Linked DNA regions of Mus musculus: region 2 is linked to region 1. A link is a contact called in public HiChIP or PLAC-seq data. All regions are on one chromosome and are shown on one strand. The core of a region is the stretch at or near the end of the contact, and the rest is flanking DNA. Distances in the headings are between cores, read along the strand shown. Region 1 holds the start of Trp53cor1 (tumor protein p53 pathway corepressor 1). Region 2 holds the start of Fgd2 (FYVE, RhoGEF and PH domain containing 2).

Region 1 (4,381 bases), core at 1,104-3,603:
AGCATGTGCGCGGTCTCAGATTCAATGCTCGTGTACAAAGCAAAGGAAAAAGGAACACAGGCAGCTGCTGTGCCTTGGCTTGATCCCACCCACGTTCCATACACTGGGTGCTGAGGAGGCATAGGCCTGTGATCCACGCGCTCGGGACGGGAAACCAGGAAAATGAGGGGTTCAAGGTCATCTTTGACTCTCTAGGTGTGCTCGGCCAGCCTGGGCTATGGAGACCTTATCTTTAAAACAAACAGGGGCCAGATGGCTTAGAAGTTAAGGGTCCCTGCCACCTGTCAGGGCCAAAGGAAACTCCAGCTCCCTGGACTCTGGCTGCTAGGCAAAAGCCAGCATTCCTTAGTCACCTGTGAAGCCAGTTTCCCATTTCAAAGGAACCATTTCCCTTATCGCTGGCAGAAGTGATAAATGGCTATCTGTGATGCCTGTTAGCATACCAAAGGCCATGCTGGTCTCCAGGCTCCGTATCACTGGTTCGGGTTGCAAGGAGTTTCTCACCTCCTCCCCTAAACTCCCTCCCCTCAGCTACTCCTTTGTCCTGTAACCATTTCAGCCCTGCTCCCTCTTGTCCCCGCCCTTTTTCTGTCTTCCTCCTCCCCCTTCTCGCTCTCCATCTATGTCCTGCCCCCTTCTGCTTCTCTCTGACCAGATCTAGTCCGCTAGCCATCCTCTCTCCTTCTCCTCCCTCTCCCACTTCTCCCCCTCCCTCTTCCCTCCCCCTCCCTCTCCTTTTCCCTTCCTCCCTCCCTCTGCTCTGGACTCTTCGAAATGCCGGCTCTCTCCCTCATATCTACAATTTAAAAAAAAAAAATCTCAGGCTGGAGAGACAGCTCAGTGGTTAAGAGCACTGACTGCTCTTCCAGGGGTCCTAAGTTCAATTCCCAGCAACCACATAGTGGCTGTCAACCATTTATAATGCGTTCTGATGCTCTTCTGACATGCAAGTGTACATGCAGATAGAACACCATACACATAAAAATAAATAAATAAATTTTTAAAAGAAGAAAATAGAGACCAGGACAGTGGGCATCTCTGGGGAGAGGAGCTGGTCTCCTGTACTGTCTACTCCCAGGATGGCACAAATGAAGTACACACACATACATTCAGGCAAAACACCTATACAAATCAAAACAAATAAATATAAAAAATTAATATTCTTTTATTCTATTTTTTTTATTCTTTTTCTTTTTTTTTTTTGGTTTTTTGAGACAGGGTTTTTCTGTAGCCCTGGCTGTCCTGGAACTCACTCTGTAGACCAGGCTGGCCTCGAACTCAGAAATCCGCCTGCCTCTGCCTCCCGAGTGCTGGGATTAAAGGCGTGCGCCACCACGCCCGGCTCTATTCTATTTTTTAAAAAGATTTAGTTATTTATTATATGTAAGTACACTGTAGCTGTCTTCAGACACCCCAGAAATAGGTATCAGATCCTATTATGGATGGTTCAGAGCTACTACGTGGTTGCTGGGATTCGAACTCAGTACCTCTGGAAGAGCAGTCAGTGCTCTTAACCGCTGAGCTGTCTCTCCAGCCCTATCCTATCTTTTAACTGCATTATTTCTTGTGTGTCGACATACACTGGAACAAGACAACATTAGGGAAGGTCAAAGGACAACATTCAGGCTCAGTTCTCTCCTTCTACCATCCAGGTTCTGAGGCTCAAACAGGGCTTGCCAACCTTGGCGGCAAGCTCCTGAGTCCACTGAACCATCTCACCAGCCCTTAGGATCTTTACGTGACAATGAACACAATTAAAAACTATACTTCGCTGGGCAGTGGTGGCGCACGCCTTTAATCCCAGCACTTGGGAGGCAGAGGCAGGCAGATTTCTGAGTTCTAGGCCAGCCTGGTCTACAAAGTGAGTTCCAGGACAGCCAGTATACAGAGAAACCCTGTCTCAAAAAACCAAGGGGAAAAGCAAAACAAAACAAAACACTATACTTCACAGCCAGATATGATGGGGCAAGGCTTCAGTCCCAGCACTTGGGTGATGGAGACAGAAAGGTCCCAAGATCAAGGGCATCCTCCTCTACCTAGCAAGTTTGAGGCCATCCGTGGCAACAGGAGACTGTCTCAAAAAAAGTAAAAGAAGATTGGCTAACCCCATGAGCACATGGTGACCTGAAAATGTCTCCTGTTGATTAAAAGCCCTCTCTCCATCCTCAATGCCTGATTTAATCTCCCAGAACAGAGCGCCCCCCGGCCCCCATGTGGCCTCCAGTTCTTCCCCGGACTCTTCCACCTGCAGCACAGAGAGAAAGAACTCAGAATAGAAGTTGTTACTGTGCAGGGATGGGGGGAGGGGGGAGAGGCGGAGACTTGGGCAGCCGGCAGGCTTAGCTTCCCCTGGCAGTCTGACCCACACTCCCCACGCCCAGGACCAAGTCGCCTGAGCCCCATAGCCACAACTCTCTGCCGGCCTTGCCCGGGCTTGCCTTCGGTTGCATCATCTCCCAGCTTTGCCAGGGGTGCAGAAGTGAACCACCCACTCAGCGCTGGAAAAACCAGCTAATTATATCTCCAAAGACCCAGGGCAAGAACTTGTGGACAACCTCAGCTGGCCTGGCCTGTCCCACTCGCTTTCCGTGAGTGTCCTCGACTTATTTCTTTCTTTCTTTCTTTCTTTTTTTTTTTTTTTCCTCTCTCAAAATAATAACAATGACAGCTAGCACTGGGGAGCGAGGACATAGCCTTTTATTCCCACACTCCGCACAGGGAGTTTAGACCTGAAGATCCAGAGTTCAAAGTCATCCGCAGCTACATGGGAAGTTTTGAGGCCAGCCTGGACTACGTGACGATAAAGAAAGGAGTCGGGGTCGTAGCTCAGTTGGTAGAGAGCTTGACTAGCGTACAGGAAATCCCGGGTTCCATTCTAAGCACTACAAAAACCGGGCTTGGTAGGTTATCCCTGAACTCCAGAGGTGGGGGCTGGATGCCCAGATAGCGGCATACTAAGTTTCAGCCCTCCGCCTGAGTTATGCGAGACCCTGTGTGGGAAAAAAAAAAAAAATCAAACTGAACAATGGCAAGCTACATAAAAACAAAACAAAAACAAATTGTCCTCGGGCTGTGCGGCTTTCTGCAAGAAGAGCCCCGCCTCCGCCACGGCCCCTCCAGGTTTTAGGAAACCTCAGCCAAGAGCTTGCCAACCGACCTCCCACTCCACCCCACCCCCACTCAGGGCTGTTAGCCTGAGCCGCTCCAAGCCTGGACCCACTGCAGTCAGCAGGATTGAGAAGACAAACACTGCTTTGACACCATCAATAGCAGCTGCTCGCTCCGCTCATTTCTTTTTCCAAATATCTTTAAAAATTCTATTTGTAGTATAGTCCAAAGTGCAGTTTCATTTTTCCATAATTTCCTGTATTTATTTTGTTGAGTCCGTAATACATTCCCAGGAATAACAGTCAAAAGATGAAAAAGGATGTTGGTTAAAAACAAAAACAAAAGTCTTTCCGGACCCCAGACAAACCCCCACCCTCCAGCCACCATTTCCTTCCCAGAGGTAGTAGCGGCACACATAACCTGTGTCTACTTCCAGAGAGAGCCCTCTGGTTGAAACAGTTGACCAGCAGATGGCCTATAGAATCCAGAACTTTTCCATGCTGGATGCACCATGGACTTCTTTTCTTCTTCTTCTTCTTCTTCTTCTTCTTCTTCTTCTTCTTCTTCTTCTTCTTCTTCCTTCTCCTTCTCCTTCTCCTTCTCCTTCTCCTTCTCCTTCTCCTTCTCCTTCTCCTTCTCCTTCTCCTTCTCCTTCTCCTTCTCCTTCTCCTTCTCCTTCTCCTTCTCCTTCTCCTTCTCCTTCTCCTTCTCCTCCTCCTCCTCCTCCTCCTCCTCCTCCTCCTCCTCCTCCTCCTCTTCCTTTTCCTTCTCCTACCCCTACCCCTACCCCTCCTCCTCCTTCTTCATTATCATCAATTCATTAGGGAAATAGGTGTACCATAGCAAGCTTGTGTGCCGGTCAGAGGACAACTAACCAGAATGGTCTCTACTCCATCCAGGGATCAAACTCAGCCCCGCAGGCTTAGCAGCAAGCACTTTTACTTGCTAAGCTAACTTGCTGGTTCCCACAAAAGCTATTTTTAGCAATACCTATTCCAGGAGAGAGTGGTTGCACCCAGAGTTGGTGAACAAGGTAGAGACTTACAAGTTCAAGGTTCACTTTGGCTACTTAGGGATACTCTGATACCAAAGTGGGGGAAAATCCAAGAAAACAAAAGACAAAAACGGGGTTGGGGAGAAAGAGATGCCGAGTGATTAAGAGCACTGGCTCTTTTTACAGAATTGGATTCCCAGCACCCACATTGACAGTTCATAATCATCTATTAACTCCAGTAGCAGGCAAGAAGCAATGCTCTCTTCTGGCCTCCACAGG
Region 2 (4,381 bases), core at 1,202-3,701, 280 kb before region 1:
CAGCATCCTTCTGAGTGTCCTCTGGGAGGGAACTCCATCAGTCCCTAAATGAGTCATTATGGCCTATTTTATTCTCTGGGGAACTACATACTTCCCTGTTTCAAATGCAAACACATCTAGAGAGAACCCCTCCTTTGGCACACAGATCTTTCAGGGGCTCCCTCAGGATCACGCCCACCTATGTTCTTCCCCCTTGCTTTCATCTCTGTATCTCTCCCGATACATCAAGGGAAGGTGGGCGCCAGAGAGTAATTCAGAGCAGGGACTCAGATGCTGAAACTGGGCCTTTTCAGGGATGCCTATGGCCTTCACACAATTACCAGGGGACAAAGCCATCCTGCAGAGCAGGGTCCCTGTTCCCCAGGTTCAGCCCTCACAGGACAGTTTTGCTGTGCAGCATTTACCAGTCCTTTGTAGGCCAGAGAAACCCACACTGCCAGAGCCAGGCATGTGCAGGGAGATAGCCAGGGTGACAGCGCTGGGTAGGCATCCCCTCGAGAAAGACAGACAGGGAAACGGAGGCCAGACAGGTACCGAGCCTCCAAACCCGATGAGAAAGAATGTCCCTGCGTCCATGCTGCAGATGTGGAGACTGAGGCAGAAAGGATGGGAACCTGAAAGTGGGGCAGGTAGGGGCAGCTGACATCCAAACCTCCATGCTAAGCTGTCTTTCCTCTTGATGTCAAGGACAGAGAGACCCAGAGAGCTGAGGTGATTGTCCTGGTCACAGGGCCTGGTGTAGGAAGAAGGACCGAGGTGGCCCATTCCAGACATAGAAAATGGAGTTCCTTGGCCTCAGGGCCTGCAGCCAGGGAGAGGGGGTTGGGTGAGAGGGTGCTGAGTCTCAGGTTTTTCTCCTGTACATTTGGTTTCAGCTTCTGCATTTCTAAGCACTCAGGCCTGTGCCTGTTTCCTCTCTAGCCCTCAGTTTCAGATCAGCTAGGCACCAAGGGCTCCACAGAGAGACGCCTGCATGGTCCCCTTGCTCAGAGCCTGACTCTCACACTCCTGACCACGCTTCTAGTGACCCACTCCTCTGTATGGCTACTCTACCTGCAAGGTGCAGCCAGACACCACTCAGTAGCCCAAGGGCTGGCATCTACATGAGCCTACGCCCCCTCCAGCATGAGTGTGGTGGGCCAAGAGGGCGGTGGGAATGAGCTGTCCCAGGTGCTGAATAGGATGCACTCAGCCAAGCTCCTGGAGAGGCAGAGTCAGGCTGCTCACCCAGGAAGTGAAACTTCTGCAGGGGTGAATGTGGGCTTCCACGTGGAGGCCCCAGGCACCTCCTGTGCATGGCCTGCAGGCCCACAACACAGCGTGGAGGCCTTCCCAGGGCATCTAAAGCCTGTGGCCTGGTGTCTCAGAAGGACGGAACTTTGTATCACAAGTAGAAATCTACCCCTGCATCCTCCACAGAACTCTAGGCACTAAGCTTTGTTCTTGTGGCTCCCGAGGGCTGGGGACTCTGGTGGCAGACTCCTTATCTTCATGTAAGAGTGCTGCTTTACCCAGCATCTAGCTGCTGAAGGCATGGGGACTCACTGTGGTGTACCCGGGTTCTGGAACCCTCTACAACAATCCAGGGCTCAGCCCCTCCCTCCACCTGCCCCTCCTCCCCTCGTCTCTCAGGTCCCCACAGCTTCCCCCTAAGCCTCCTGAGGCCAACCTCTATCTGCTTCCAGAGGACCAAAGGCACTCCCAAACCACAGGCCTGCAAAGCGGTTTCATGTCTCACACTCACGCCCCTCCAAGGCCACTCAGGACCCCTCCCACTCCTGGCTTTGTCTTTTCCCTTCAGACACAAGTGCCAGCACAGCCCCAAAATTCAAAGAAGCTAGTTCCTGTGTCCCCTCTTCTGTTCTCCCTATGATGGGAACCAAACAAGTCACACCCTAGGGCCATCAGAGTAAGCCCTGAGGTATAGAAAGGAACTTAGGAGAGAGGCCTGGTGAGCATGGCTCTGCTTTGTCCCAGTCAGCCACATTCCATCTGTGTCCCGCCTTCCTGTTCCCATTTGTGTCCTGGTGTGAGTGGGATGTGTGTGTGCATGGATTGGAGATCTCCCATGCTCACCCTGTCCAGCTTACTACCACAAGAGCAGTGGTTGCCTGTACTGCCAGGCACCCAGGATGGAGGGACCCCAGGTGCTGCCCCAAAGTACCAGATCAGATAGAAGGGCTCGACCCCTCCCCCACCATCTGTACCTGTTGTTCTCAAACACAGCCACCAGGTTGCACACTGAGTCCTGCTTCTCACAGGCTCGCTCCATCCTGCTAGCCTGCAAGGTGGTCCTCAGTTACCCCAGAAGCAGGGAGGGAGGCAATAGGCTGGTGCCCTCAGCACTCCCTGGCCAGCGGGTGAAGCAGGTCTACCACAGCCTGGAATCTGCCCATCGCTTCTGACTGCCTTGGGGCAGTTCCTATCTTCAGAGTGAAAAAAGAGGAAGTGGTCCCAGTAGCTTGGAAGAGAGGCCAGCACTCCCTACTGTGGGAGGAGCCTGTCAAACTCTCCTTGCTGTGGGAGGAGCCTGTGAAGTACTGCCCGGCCCTCTTGGCATCTGACCTTTACCTCTCAGATACTTCTACCCAGTCCTGTTAGAGAAGGCACGGGCTGTGGCAACAGTGGTCACAGGACGTTTCTGGAGCCGGATCCTGGGATGAGCAGCTTCCTGGATATCCAATTCTCTGCATGGGGGGAAAGGGGACGGCTCAGGGATGTTTTACTTAGTACCATTCTCAGCATCTTCCTTGCATCTGGCGCTGTGCACTGCTGATGGAAAAACAGCTTTTAAATTAAAATGGACCACAGGGTTGGGGATGTAGCTCAGCTGATAGAGAATGCTTGCTTGGCATGCGGGAAGCCCAGGGCTTTATCCTCAGCACTGTAGAACTGGGTATCATGGCACATGCCCATGGCACCCACTTGAGAGGAGAAGTCCAAGTTCTTCCTTGACAACGTAATGAGTATAAGACCAGATTCGGCTACGTGAGACCTGTCTCAAAAAAAAAAATGGGGTCGGATGGGGTGGGCTTTGAGATGGTTCAGGGGTAAGAGTACTTGTAGCCAAGCCTGGCAGCTTGAGTCTAACCCTGGAGCCCCACATGGTGGAAAAAAAATAGACTTTTCCTTTCTTTTTATTTACTTTTATTTTTTATGTGTATGAGTGTTTGGCCTGTGTGAGTCTATTATACCACATTCGTGCCTGGTACCCACAATGGTCAGAAGAGGGTGTTGTGGGAATGGGACCTAGGTCCTTTCTAAGTTCTCTTAACCTCTGAACCAATTCTCCACCCAAAATGCAGACTCTTTCAGGTTGCCTCTGGGCTCCAACCCACACACACTGTATCTCTTGTACTCCTACCCTAAAAAAAACATCTAAAGCTGAACTGGTGGTGGCACACACCTTTAGTCCCAGCACTCGGGAGGCAGAGGCAGGCAGATCTCTGAGTTTGATGCCCACTTGGTCTACAGAGTAACTTTTTTTTTTTTTTTCAAGACAGGGTTTCTCTGTAGCCCTGACTGCTCTGGAACTCACTTTGTAGACCAGGCTGGCCTCGAACTCAGAAATCCACCTGTCTCTGCCTCCCAAGTGCTGGGATTAAAGGCGAGCGCCACCACGCCCAGCTCCAGAGTAACTTTTAAGACAGCTGGGGCTACACAGAGAAACCCTGTCCGGAAAAAAAAAAAAAAAGAAAAATAGGGCAAACAAAACAAAAAACCCCACAGACTGTGAGGATATGCAGGAAGGGGTCCTGTGGTCCCCAACACCTCTTTGGATGCTTTTGTCTTAATGATGTTGATATTTCTCTAGTGGCCCGGGTTGGAGAGCCCCTATGGGTTAGAGCTAACAAGTCTCCTCTCTTTCACTCCCATAGCTGTGTTACACAGTGTGCTCCCTTATCAGAAATGGAGGCCAATGGAAGTCAAGACACCTGACTGAGGTCACCCAGGAAGAACAGGGGAAGAACTGCCATTTCTGAAGCCCAGGTAAGTGTCCTATGACTCCAGCAAAGACCCAGGGAACCTGGAGGGTGACCTCCATGCACTCCATCCTCAGGGTCCCCTGATCACAGCACCCTAGGGAAATCTGCCTCTTGGTCACTCAGGGTTTCTAGAACACGTGACCAGCGCCTCTGCTCTGCTCATTCAAGCTGGAAAGCCATTCATTCATTGCTCTCCCATGGATCCTGAGCCAGGACCCTCCACTGAAGCTAGTCTTTGTCCTCGGATCAAGTGTGAGCCATCCTGGAGCCCAAAGTGCCTGGCAGAGTTTCTGCTGTGGTAGCTGTGAGCCTGGAGCCTCCTGCCCAGCAACCCTGCACCTCTGAGCTCCCCCACCCCCCAGCTGTGTTTGCCACCAGAGGCCAGCCCAGTCCTG

Evidence for each region. HiChIP or PLAC-seq counts read pairs in DNA pulled down with a chosen protein or histone mark.
Region 2: a contact with region 1 is called in an H3K27ac HiChIP or PLAC-seq map of epiblast stem cells. The contact joins the promoter of Fgd2 here to the promoter of Trp53cor1 in region 1. A contact is called at or near these places in 2 of 39 promoter capture datasets (frontonasal cranial neural crest and hippocampal neurons), 1 of 484 Hi-C or Micro-C datasets (neural progenitor cells), 1 of 115 datasets of contacts at active chromatin or transcription factors (epiblast stem cells) and 3 of 9 other capture datasets (adipose tissue, liver and pancreatic islet).

The regions. Positions count from the first base shown.
Region 1 is chr17:29,077,098-29,081,478 of GRCm38.p6, reverse strand. Trp53cor1 (tumor protein p53 pathway corepressor 1) reads left to right here and starts at 2,353. Exons shown (of 2, transcript NR_036469.2): 1 at 2,353-2,588.
Region 2 is chr17:29,358,984-29,363,364 of GRCm38.p6, reverse strand. Fgd2 (FYVE, RhoGEF and PH domain containing 2) reads right to left here and starts at 2,451. Exons shown (of 16, transcript NM_013710.4): 1 at 2,208-2,451. The coding sequence starts at 2,272.